Regions from separate parts of the Mus musculus genome. Here region 2 is linked to region 1. A link is a contact called in public HiChIP or PLAC-seq data. All regions are on one chromosome and are shown on one strand. Each heading gives the region's core, a stretch centred on a gene start, on an enhancer-like site or on the middle of the called end of the contact. The rest is flanking DNA. Distances are from core to core; before and after follow the strand shown. Region 1 overlaps Col24a1 (collagen, type XXIV, alpha 1). Region 2 overlaps Ddah1 (dimethylarginine dimethylaminohydrolase 1).

The links. HiChIP or PLAC-seq counts read pairs in DNA pulled down with a chosen protein or histone mark.
Region 2: a FOXA1 HiChIP or PLAC-seq map of pancreatic cancer cells shows a contact between it and region 1. The contact joins two enhancer-like sites. A contact is called at or near these places in 8 of 484 Hi-C or Micro-C datasets (CD4 T cells, the CH12 cell line, the Patski cell line and 3 more) and 1 of 115 datasets of contacts at active chromatin or transcription factors (pancreatic cancer cells).

Annotation. Positions count from the first base shown.
Region 1 is chr3:145,417,292-145,422,726 of GRCm38.p6, reverse strand. All of the region lies in intron 24 of Col24a1 (collagen, type XXIV, alpha 1), which reads right to left. Among named protein-coding and RNA genes, the nearest start is that of Gm35133, 28 kb to the right of the region's middle. Within about 2 kb of position 1,991, at least 41 of the 459 cell types and tissues checked have an H3K27ac peak or open chromatin away from gene starts, as enhancers often do. A contact at or near this core is called in pancreatic cancer cells, where this site is marked.
Region 2 is chr3:145,883,542-145,888,976 of GRCm38.p6, reverse strand. All of the region lies in intron 4 of Ddah1 (dimethylarginine dimethylaminohydrolase 1), which reads right to left. All of the region lies in intron 1 of Gm35187 (a long non-coding RNA gene), which reads left to right. Among named protein-coding and RNA genes, the nearest start is that of Gm35187, 4.4 kb to the left of the region's middle. Within about 2 kb of position 2,661, at least 94 of the 459 cell types and tissues checked have an H3K27ac peak or open chromatin away from gene starts, as enhancers often do. A contact at or near this core is called in pancreatic cancer cells, where this site is marked.

The sequences.
Region 1 (5,435 bases), core at 742-3,241:
CATTTGCATGCTGTAAGGAGAACCTAGTGTAAAACCAGAGCGTATGTCTGGTGAAGTTCCAATCTGTTCCGTTGTGTATTTAATGGATACAAAGCAGTTGTGGAAGCCATCTTGTTCACTTTTAGGAATTACCAACAGCACATGCCGTATGGGGAAGAACGTTCATCAAGTCCTTTCTAGGCACCGATTCTACACACAACACACAGGGAGGAGTATGACAAAGTCTTCAGCTAGTCCATGCTCTGCTTGGGAGCTAGAAACCCGCGTAATAATTGAAAACATTTCACGTTTTTTTGCAAAGTAGGATATGTAATGGTCTATTTAAAGATTTTGTTAACTAAAGCCAAAATGCGGAGGGCCAAAAAGCCTGATGTGGAATAAATCGACTTTTAGAAGCAAGAAGAAATATTATTTTTCCTCCCAAAGTCAGTAAAAACTTTAGAGTCTTTTACTTCTGTTTTTTTTAAGTAACCACATCCTACTGATTCATTCTAAGAGCAATGTGAAATTAGAATGTTTCCTAGTTGAAAAAGGTGCTGTAAAACATTTTATAGAAGGTTCCTATACTTAACAATTATCTTCAAAAGTCACTGTGTCTTACACAGTGTTTGAATGCCTCAGAAGAGTCCAAATCTTCAACATGTAAACAACTGTGTAACAGGATAGAGGATGGCAGACCCTGGAGACTCTGAATTTTACTACAACACACAGTGTAGAACTCCATTCAGTTGCATTTGATTTACTCTTAGCTACACTATTTTCTATCAGTGGGTTTTGCTTTCCTTACAAAGCTACACAAAGGATCGAAGCTATCTCATCATGACAAGTGTAGACTTTACCCACTGTAGAAAACCACTGATATTTTTTAACTTTGTTTCAAGCGACAACTTTGTATATCAATGTGATATGGACTTTTGGTGACTGGAGGAGCAAAGGTTAAGCCACACATGAAAAAAAAAAATCTCCATTTTCAAGCACTAAATGAGACAGGTGTTCTCACAGGATCTGTTTCCCTGCACTATGTCTTCACAGTCACGCCATTTTCTAAGAAGATGGCCACACAATAAGTTGTCCAGGGGCAGATAAGAAAGAACATGCCATCTAGCTGAGGAATTACTGTAGATTACTGTTTTTTCTTTTCTTTTCTTTTCTCTTCTTTTCTTTTCTTTTCTCTCTTCTCTTTCTTCTCTTCTCTTCTTCTCTTCTCTTCTCTTCTCTTCTCTTCTCTTCTCTTCTCTTCTCTTCTCTTCTCTTCTCTTCTCTTCTCTTCTCTCTCTTCTCTTCTCTTCTCTTCTCTTCTCTTCTCTTCTCTTCTCTTCTCTTCTCTTCTCTTCTCTTCTCTTCTCTTCTCTTCTCTCCTCTCCTCTCCTCTCCTCTCCTCTCCTCTCCTCTCCTCTCCTCTCCTCTCCTCTCCTCTCCTCTCCTCTCTTTTCTTCTCTTCTCTTCCCTTCTTTTCTTCCTCCCCCCTCTCTTTCTTTCTTTCTTTCTTTCTTTCTTTCTTTCTTTCTTTCTTTCTTTCTTTCTTTCTTTCTTCCTTTCTTTCGTGTGTGCACACGCACACGCAAGTGTATATGCAGGGACTCATGTCCATGTGAATGTAGAGGCAAGAGGTTGGGGCTTGGTGTTTTCCTTTCTTTCCCTCTACCTTTGCTTATGAGACACATGGTGGTCACTGATTGGTTAAATTGGCTGGCCAAACGGCTCTGGGGAATTTCATTTCCTTCCTATCAGAGCTAAGGCTAAAGACATGCTCTACTGCACCTGCCCCTTTCTGTGTTGCCTGTTTGAGATCCAAACACAGGTCTTTCTCCTTGTGGGACCAGGACTTTACCAACTCAGCCATCTCCACAGTCCAAGAATCCCTTACTTATTTATCTGCTTGTTTGTTTTTATGTGTGGGTGTTTTGCCTGAATGTATAACTGTGCACTATGTACATTCCTTGTGGCTGCAGAGGCCAGAGGAGGCTTTCAGATCCCCGGAACTGAGTCATAGACAGTTGTGAGCCACCGTGTCTGTGCTGGGGATTACTCCATCTTGATCCTCTGGAAGAAGAGCCAGTGCTCTTAACTGCTGAGCCATCTCCCCAGCCACAAGAATTCCTTTTTAAAATATGACAAAGAGGAAGCACCAGTGAGGGCTTCTGGTAGGAATGTTTAGTGTACAGATGAAAATGTGGGCTTAGGGCCAAGGAATTTACAGACCATCAGGAAAAAAGCCTCAACTAAGAGTCAACCCTAGAGAGTATGCATGTGGAGAGAGGAAAAGATAAGGAAAATTTTCAGATTTACTATGCAGAGAAAGTCAATTGGCAAAGGATGAATGATGTCTATTATTTTTGTTTTCGACAATTTTCCTTCAGTTTTTTTTTTATTTAAGGGTAATTTTAAGGCTTATACCTGAAACCTTTCTGATTATTTGTTAATTCACAATCTTTGGATCATTCATTTACATTTTCAAATGAAATCTATAGTCTCAGAAGTTATTCCTTTGACAGCATGGGTTGGAGCAAGGAGCTTTTTGTGTGTGATGAGTGACTTGAAGAAATTCAGAAACATCTGGGAAATTAAAAAAGAGCACATCTGTGGGTGTATTTGTGAAGACTTTTCTGGATCATGAAGGCTTTTACCTCATCAATAACATAGACCATCACTTGATAGATTCATAATATGCCTGTATTACTTGGATATGAGATCTAGTTGGAGGAAGGCCCCCGAGGAAGCATTGAGGGATGGGCTTTTCTCTGGCCTCCTCCTGCCCTCTGCCTTCTCTGCCTGCTGTCTACCAAGTGATCAAGAACAGCCCCAGAAAACACCTCCATTGCCCCGATGTTCGGCACAAATATATGGGTTCAGCCTTTTTATACCATGAGCCAAAATGAGACTTCACTCTCTTAAATATTTCTTTCAGGCATCTGTCCACAGTGATATAGAAGCCTGGCTACTACGTTTTCTAACTCCATCACTGTTCAGGAAGACGTGGCTTTAAGTTTATCAGTCTGAATGTTCTATAGAGCATCTCCATCTCTTACGTTCAGCATAATTCCTGGACTACAGAAGATAATAAATATATTTTGACTAAGTCAGTGAACAACGCAAATAAAGCAGAGGTGGGGGAACACACGTGCAAACCACCCACCCTCCTCTAAAGCTAAGACTCATTGCTTTTTAAATCAGTACTTCCGGGTTAAGGCCTCAGCGACAGACTTACATCCAGGCCTGATGAGAGTACAATGAGAAAGACTGGCCACTTAACCCCCTGGTGGGCCATATGTTACCCAGAGCTCATTAATGAAATGGTTGGGCAATTATCTCTTTTAGTGGCAAACTATATTCAGTTCCTGATTTTTTTTTTTTTTTTTTTACCATACTGACCAAACTGCAGAGAAGCTTAAATTCCCAACTAAGATGAGTTTAATGTGCTAGGGTCAATAAAAAACTGGTTCAGGAAAAACTAAACTCTGACACTTGTGAGGGGAATGTCTTGACAGAGGCCCCTGAAGAGTCTGAACCACTAGGCCCTAACTTTTCCTGCTTATAGAAGTGGCCTGTCCTTTCTCATAGTAAGTTAGCCCTGTCCCCCTTTAAGAACACACACACCATAATTGGGATTTTCATGTCCCTCTCTAATCACTAGATTATACTTGCATGCTACCTAGGAATTTGGTGTGCTTGATATAGACAGAAAAGACCATCTCTAAAGAATAAAAGGTCTAGTGAGTATACATGGTAGCATCCTGGGAGTGGGCACAGGGCCTGACTTCATAGGTACTTTACCTACATAGCATAAATAAAATGTGGCATGGAAAAATTAACTTGGGACCTGAGTAATGTTTCCCTCATTCATATGACCAAGTACATGACAGAAAGCAACTAAAGTGGTAGAAGATTTATTTTGGCTCTTAGTTAAAGATATAGTTCACCATGGAGAAAGTATGCCAGTGTCCAGTGGAAAAGTGTGGATTGGACTCTTGACTTTTTTGGTGAACCTATAGGTAGAATAGGAGGGGGAGTGGGAGGAGGAGGAGGAGGAGGAGGAGGAGGAGGAGGAGGAGGAGGAGGAGGAGAAGGGGAGTATGGTAGCACTGCAGCTGGCTATAACCCACAAGACTTTCCCTGAGTGAACCACTTCCTTTAGTAAAGAATACTTTCTAAAGGCTACATGGCCTTCAAGACACTGCTAAGCAGTTGAGGACCAAGCATTCAAGCACATGAGCATTTGATGCTTTGAGGTTTCAAGGCACTGACGAAACACTCTCTGTACACATTGCCTAACAACCAAAGAAAAACAATTTGATGAAAATCCTACATTTATCAATATTTTATTAAAATGCCATAAAATAGATACTCTTTTATTTAGTCAACAAAATACTTGAAAGCATAATATCATGTGCCACCCTGAAGAACACATATTTTTGTATGGTCAATTAAATTTAGACTATGAACAGATATTTCATAATTTTATAGGTTCCTGAGGGACTGGGCAGGTCTATCTTGGGTCACAGAGTTTCTACTCCAGCCTCTTGCCATATGGATACATAAGGTTCCCCACCAAGAGTGTCTTGATGGTCTGCCAAGTATTCAAGTGGAAATGTCAGGCTCTGACATTTCCCCATCAGCTACCTGACTCTTATTCTCTAGGAGCGAATGTGCAGTCATAAAATAAAAGCTCAGAGAGAGGCGTTAGCATTGCCAGGCAGTTCTGGCAATGATCAGGAGGCTATGCCTGGAATGTCCTCTGAGCAGATGCCGGTAGTCACACTTGTGCTATGGGAAACACGAGAAAGGAATGGGTCACTCATGCTGTCCCAAACTTGCCTGGCAGCGCGGCCAACGATGAGCCTCTGGGTAATCAATCAAAGGCGATAATGTGAGTATCGACAGAGAGCTGCCACCTATCTTTATTCAACTCAGGCTATTTTTTTTTTTTAAAGAAAGTAAGTTGGATGAGAAATAAAGGACATTCTCCTGCAGCGACACTTGTGTTGCAATAACTTCCTCACTGTGCGGTCTCCCTGAGACTAATAACTAGCAGGCCCGTTCACAGAGGGATGTGCACTTAGGAGCCCAGAGTAGTTTTTCAAATATGAAGAACAAAATTAGTTCTGGATGCTGTTTTAGGCAACCCTTATAGGAAAGGCAAGTTGTGAGTTCTATCCAAGACAAAATTAGAGTAAGAGAAATCTGCTCTCTCAAGTTTCTGTCACTCCCACAAACCCCAAATGGTTGCAGCTGATAATGGAGTGTGTGTGTGTGTGTGTGGGGGGGGGGGGGGATGACAATACACTATGCCACCAATCAAGACCTGGGTTCCAGCTTAACACTTAAGTCCCGAAGAAAGTCATTGAACCAGATTTGATCTCACCTTTCTATTCTGAAAAACATGTGGACAAGGTCCCTCTTCATACACAGCCTCGCTTTAAAATTCGATTTAACCA
Region 2 (5,435 bases), core at 1,412-3,911, 470 kb before region 1:
CAGCTCAGGCTCCTGACGTCACCTCTAGTCACTCAGAACCAAAAGAAGGAAACCTGACCTAGCAGGGATCTTATGAGTGTTCTCGTTCTCTTAAAGTTTGTATTTGTCTCTGTTTTTAAGGCTTAAAACGTATCTGTATTCTGGCTTATGCTCCTAAGACATGCCAGCAGCGCATAAAACAGCCAGGTGCAGAAATCTGGCTGGAAGTTTGAGAATATTCTTGGCTGAGAAAACAAGGCTGCCCTGGTCTTAGGAAAGACAGATCATTACAGCCATCAGAATGGTCAGTAAGAGATGCCTGTGAGCATGAACAAGCACATACAATCTGATCTTCTATGTACATCAAAGTCAAGGCCCAAATTTCCAAGAGATCACAGTTGAAAGTAGGTAGTTATACTACAGTACAAGTAGAATAGGGTGCCAGGATACACATTTGATACTTATCAAATCTCAAGTTTTCCATTTTAATGTGTTATTAGCACACAGTAATATACAATAATGGGTTTCATTTCAGCATTTCTAGACATGTGCATAATATGTTTTGGTTGTATTTACCTCTCTCCAGTTCTCTTGCTCTTTCCACTCCTGATCTCCTTTCTCTTCCCAACTAGTCTGCCTTCTACTTTCATGTCTTTCTATTTTTTAATGAGCCAATAAGCTTCCTTAGCCTGAGTCTGTATTTGAAGTGTCTCCATGATTTCTTCTAGCAGTTACAAAGTTGCAGGCCTTATGTTGAGGTCTTTGATCCATTTTGAGATTTAAACCAATTCTGCCCTACTAAAAAAGATCTCTCTTATTCAGCTCACTTTACTCTTTCTTAACCTTCACAGCTGAGACAGCACCAAGGATTACTAGAGAGAGGCCCAGTGACTGAAGGCTGCAAAGAGACCCTCAAAACATAGTATGTGATGGCCACCGCTCCCATTCAAGCCTATATACACATAAACAAAACCCGTTATGCTCATTGTCTTAATTCCCCAAGCACTAGGGAGGAGCATGAGTAGGTTTTGGTCCCAGGACATTGAGGCAGGGTTCTTCCACCATTATTGAATACCAGACAACAGCTGGTTGGGTTTGCAGCTTAAGTCTAGGTAAATAGGTGACTCAGTGCATTCTCTATTCACAGAGAAAGAAAACACAAGACTCACAGTAAGAAGTTTCGTGGCTAGACCACATAGCTGAGTTCTCACTAGGATTTCCTCTCCACTTGAGCGGGAGGGCAGATCTCCCACCTGTCAATCTGACTCACATGTGCCCAAGGGTGACAACCGGGCAGAAGGACCATCATCACTGCCCACTCCTTGTTTACCATCGAGGGAACACACTAAGTCTCCAAGGTACCGGAGTTGAGAAAGTGCCAATAAGAGACCAGACTTCCTTCCCCTCTCCCCATCAACTTCCTCCAGGGATTGGTCCTCTCCTTCTTTGGCCGTACTTGAGTTTTCTTCAGTTGATGATGGCATTTGTTTGAAATTCTAATCTCTGCTTTTCCTCACTCTTTTCTTAATCACCTTTTCCTGAGCTGTATTCATTAGAGCATCTGAGGGGGCATTCCAGAAATTACAGACATAAGGGCTGGCAGCCAAGCTGGAATAGTTTGAAGATAGTTTCATTTTTTCTTTCATTACTGGGAAGAAAAAGAATTATAATTTTCTTAATGGGGGAATAATTTAATGCTGAAGATATATGAAGCAATTTACTGATAAATTCTACTGAGGGTTTCTCTTAAAACAAATGCCTTAACAGATTACCAGTACTACCTCAGGAGGACCCTTCCAATTAATTTAGCCTCCTTGTTATCATCCTGGCCTCCTTGTTATCATTTTGTGGCAAATTATAAACCATGCTGTAAGAAATGACTTTTAATAATGAACTGGATATACACACATGGAGCTGTGAACAGTGCTGTCCCACTCAAAAACCAAAAGCTTCATATATCTGGGTCTCTCTCTCTCTCTCTCTCTCTCTCTCTCTCTCTCTCTCTCTCTCTCTCTCTCTCTCTCTCTCTCCCTCTCTCCCTAAATGATTTTAAAACAGTAACTGTAGATAATAGACAAGCAACCCTTCTTTTTCATAGAAGAGACACAGGGGGTTGATTATTTTGGACTTGCAGTATGTCTGCCATGTTAGCTGAGGACCAGGCTCCCCTTTCCTGTCCAAAGGGTTCATTTGCATTGCCTGTGTGCTGTTATTGACTGGTGAGATGGTTTGCCATTCACTTATAGCTGCGTCCAGGACACACACACACACACACACACACACACACACACACACACACACACGATACAGTGAATTTGCTGTTTAGAGGCGGGTGAATGGTGCAGGGATCACAACTCTTCATGGTGTGTTCTTATATGTGTGCATTTCTGTGTGTGTGTGTGTCTGTGTATTCATATAGATGCGTGAGTGTGTATGTGTGTATGTATGTGTGTGCATTTGTGTGGCAATGGTGTGTGCATGTGTGTTACCAAAAGGATGAACTGACACTGGGCACCCTGGCAGGATAACACTTCAAAGGGCCCAGGCTCCCGGAGAACAAGCAGAGGTGACAGTAACCGACAGGCTTTCTCTTCCCTTCTTGGACACTCAGTCTTGGGGAAAGATGAACATGATCCTAAGCATCCCAAGAATGTGACTGCTGGGCTGACTTCCAGGATTTTCCTTTTCTTAAGAAGGATGGAGGAAGTGGCTTTGTTCCAGAGTTCTTGGTAAAATGTCTGTGTAGCAGTAAGGACTGAACTTCCTGCTTGTCATAGCACCCAGCACCAAAACGGAAGCAGAAAGCACCTAAACTCTCTCTGTGCGTCAGCAAATTCCTCCTGGAGCAGCTTCCTCTGTATCCCCAGAGGCCTCAGGTTCAACTGGGAAAAGTCCACCTAAGTGCCACGCTATCCAGCCTGTGGGGGGTGGGGGTGGGGAAGATTTCAGAGGCAGGCTACATTCCAAATGTTGTCTCTGACTTTTGTCAGTGGAATTATTATTCTACTTTGAGTAACCAAATCAGAATGGTGATAATTGGGTCTGGAAGCTATTGATGTCTGGACCAACTCAACAGGCTTCACAGAGTGCCTGTCCCCTTGGGGCCAGCCACAAGGACCAAGTCAGGTGGTATGCAAATAGACAGATGCAAGGATATTCTAAGTGTTGCCTGCTGGAGGTGACAATCTGTAATTCAAGCATGGTGCCAAGCATGGGGAGGGTGGAGTCTACCTCTCTTATCGCAGGCACCTTCTTAACCCAGAAGGCACACAGTCCTAGAGAGAAAGGGGCTCTGGGCATCTCTGGGGCCACAGCAGCATCCTTGGATCTCTCAAAGCTGCTTTCTTGGAGGGCCTGGCCTGGCTCCCCTGAGTGGAGTTGCCACAAAGCAATGGGAACCAGTGGGAACACGCTGGCTTTCAGCCTGACACTCTATGCACAGCCAGTCACATTAAGCAGGCATTTCCGGCTGTTTCCCACATTTCTGGGAATTTTCTCATTGAAAGGATTGGAAGGCAGCCCTATTCTTCTGCTTCTTACTCATGCCTTCTTTGTATTACAGCAATTACATTAAAAAAAAAATCCTGGGCCGAGTGGTTGGACAGAACAACTTAAGGCTTAATTGGTCAAATACTGAGGCAAAGAGATAAAGAAGGCATTTAAAGATGGTTAGGAAATATTCCAAGCACATTTTTGGCTTGCTCATAATTGATCTTTCCATGATAGATATGTATGTACCCATCTTAACACAGTAAAATGAAATCAATATTAAAAGCAAGTAATTATAGACTCCACCAAGAGATACAGGACCCAACGCACAATCACTTCTCATTGCTACTAGGTAGCTGAAATAACTCTTTATTGGTTTATCATGCATCAGGAGTTTTATTGAAAGCCTAGCAATATATGGCAGTCTCCAAATCCTGGCCATCCTTTTAGGGCTCAGCCAGTATAACTGGATAATATTATAAATTGCTAACATGGCTTCACATTTCATGGGCTCTCACAGCTGGGCTTGGAATGAACACATTCTGAGAGCCATGTCTCTAGTTAAATAAATGACTGTACTGAGGATTAGAACCCGAGCGAGCTCTCTACCATGAAGCTAGGTCTCCTGTCCGCGGCTGTGTGCCATGTTTGCTTGTTTTTGAGACAGGCTCTCATCTCATAACTTTTGCTGTTCTACTCGCGGTGACCTGTCTGCATCTGTAAAGTGCTGGCAATAAAGCTGTGTGACACCACACTTGGCTTGGATGTGTGTTATTTTATTTTGTTTTATTTTAATATTTTGAGTCAGGGTTTCTCTGTGTAGTCCTGGAAATTCACTCTGCAGACCAGCCTGGCCTCAAACTCAGGCATCAGCCTGCCTCTGCCTCCCAAGTGCTGGGATTAAGGACATGCACCACCACCTGACTTCAGATATGTAATACGTATATACACACATATATACACATATATGTATATGTATATATGTACATGTATATATGAGTACACTGTAGCTGTCTTCAGACACACCACCAGAAGAGGGCATCATATCCCATTACAGATTGTGAGCCACCATGTGGTTGCTGGGAGTTGAACTCAGGACCTCTGGAAGTGGTCAGTGTTCTTAACCACGGAGCCATCTCTCCAGCTCCCAGATGTGTATTTTTATAAATAATATTTTTTACTCATTCTTTGAGGATTTCCTAGTAGTATACAATGTGTTTTGGTTACATCCATCTCCACACCCCTCTTCCACCTTTTCCCCAACACGCTCCTCTTCGAATTTTACTTTATTTCGAAAAAATATAGACCCCACCAAATCCAATTGGTGCTACCCATATGGGCATGAGTGTGGAGCCAACCACTGGATCATGGGCTACCTCCCAACGGCCACTCTCAAAGAAAAATGACTCTTCACTCTGGAGCAGCCATCAACTGTCAATGGCTCCTCAGCCAGCCGTGGGACCCAGGAGCTCGCCTCATCTATGCTGGGAAGCTGGCTGGCTTGAGCTCCTACAGGCAGCCGCAGCTCTGTGTCCCGAAGGCAGCATCCCACAGCACTGGTCCCCATCCTCCTCACAGTCTCCCTGCTCCCTCTTCACTGTTCCTGAACCCTGGTGGGATGGTGATGCGTCTCATAGAGGGCTGTGCACTCACAATCATGGTTTCCGTACGTCTACTGGTTCTGCCTTAACTGTGGCCTGACGTGGGAAGTAGCCCGTTCTTTCTGCTCTCCTGGGTGCAGACAAAGCAACGTACAGAAAGGAAGGGCTGGGTTTTGGCTCTCAACCAAAGCACAGAAGGCAAGGTACAGCTCTGCTCAGGTGTAACCAAAGCCAGGTAGCAGGGGGAGGTGAGTGCTGGTGCTCAGTCCTAGTCTCCCCCCAAAGCCAGGCAGCAGGGGGAGGTGAGTGCTGGTGCTCAGTCCCAGTCTCCCCCCAAAGCCAGGCAGCAGGGGGAGGTGAGTGCTG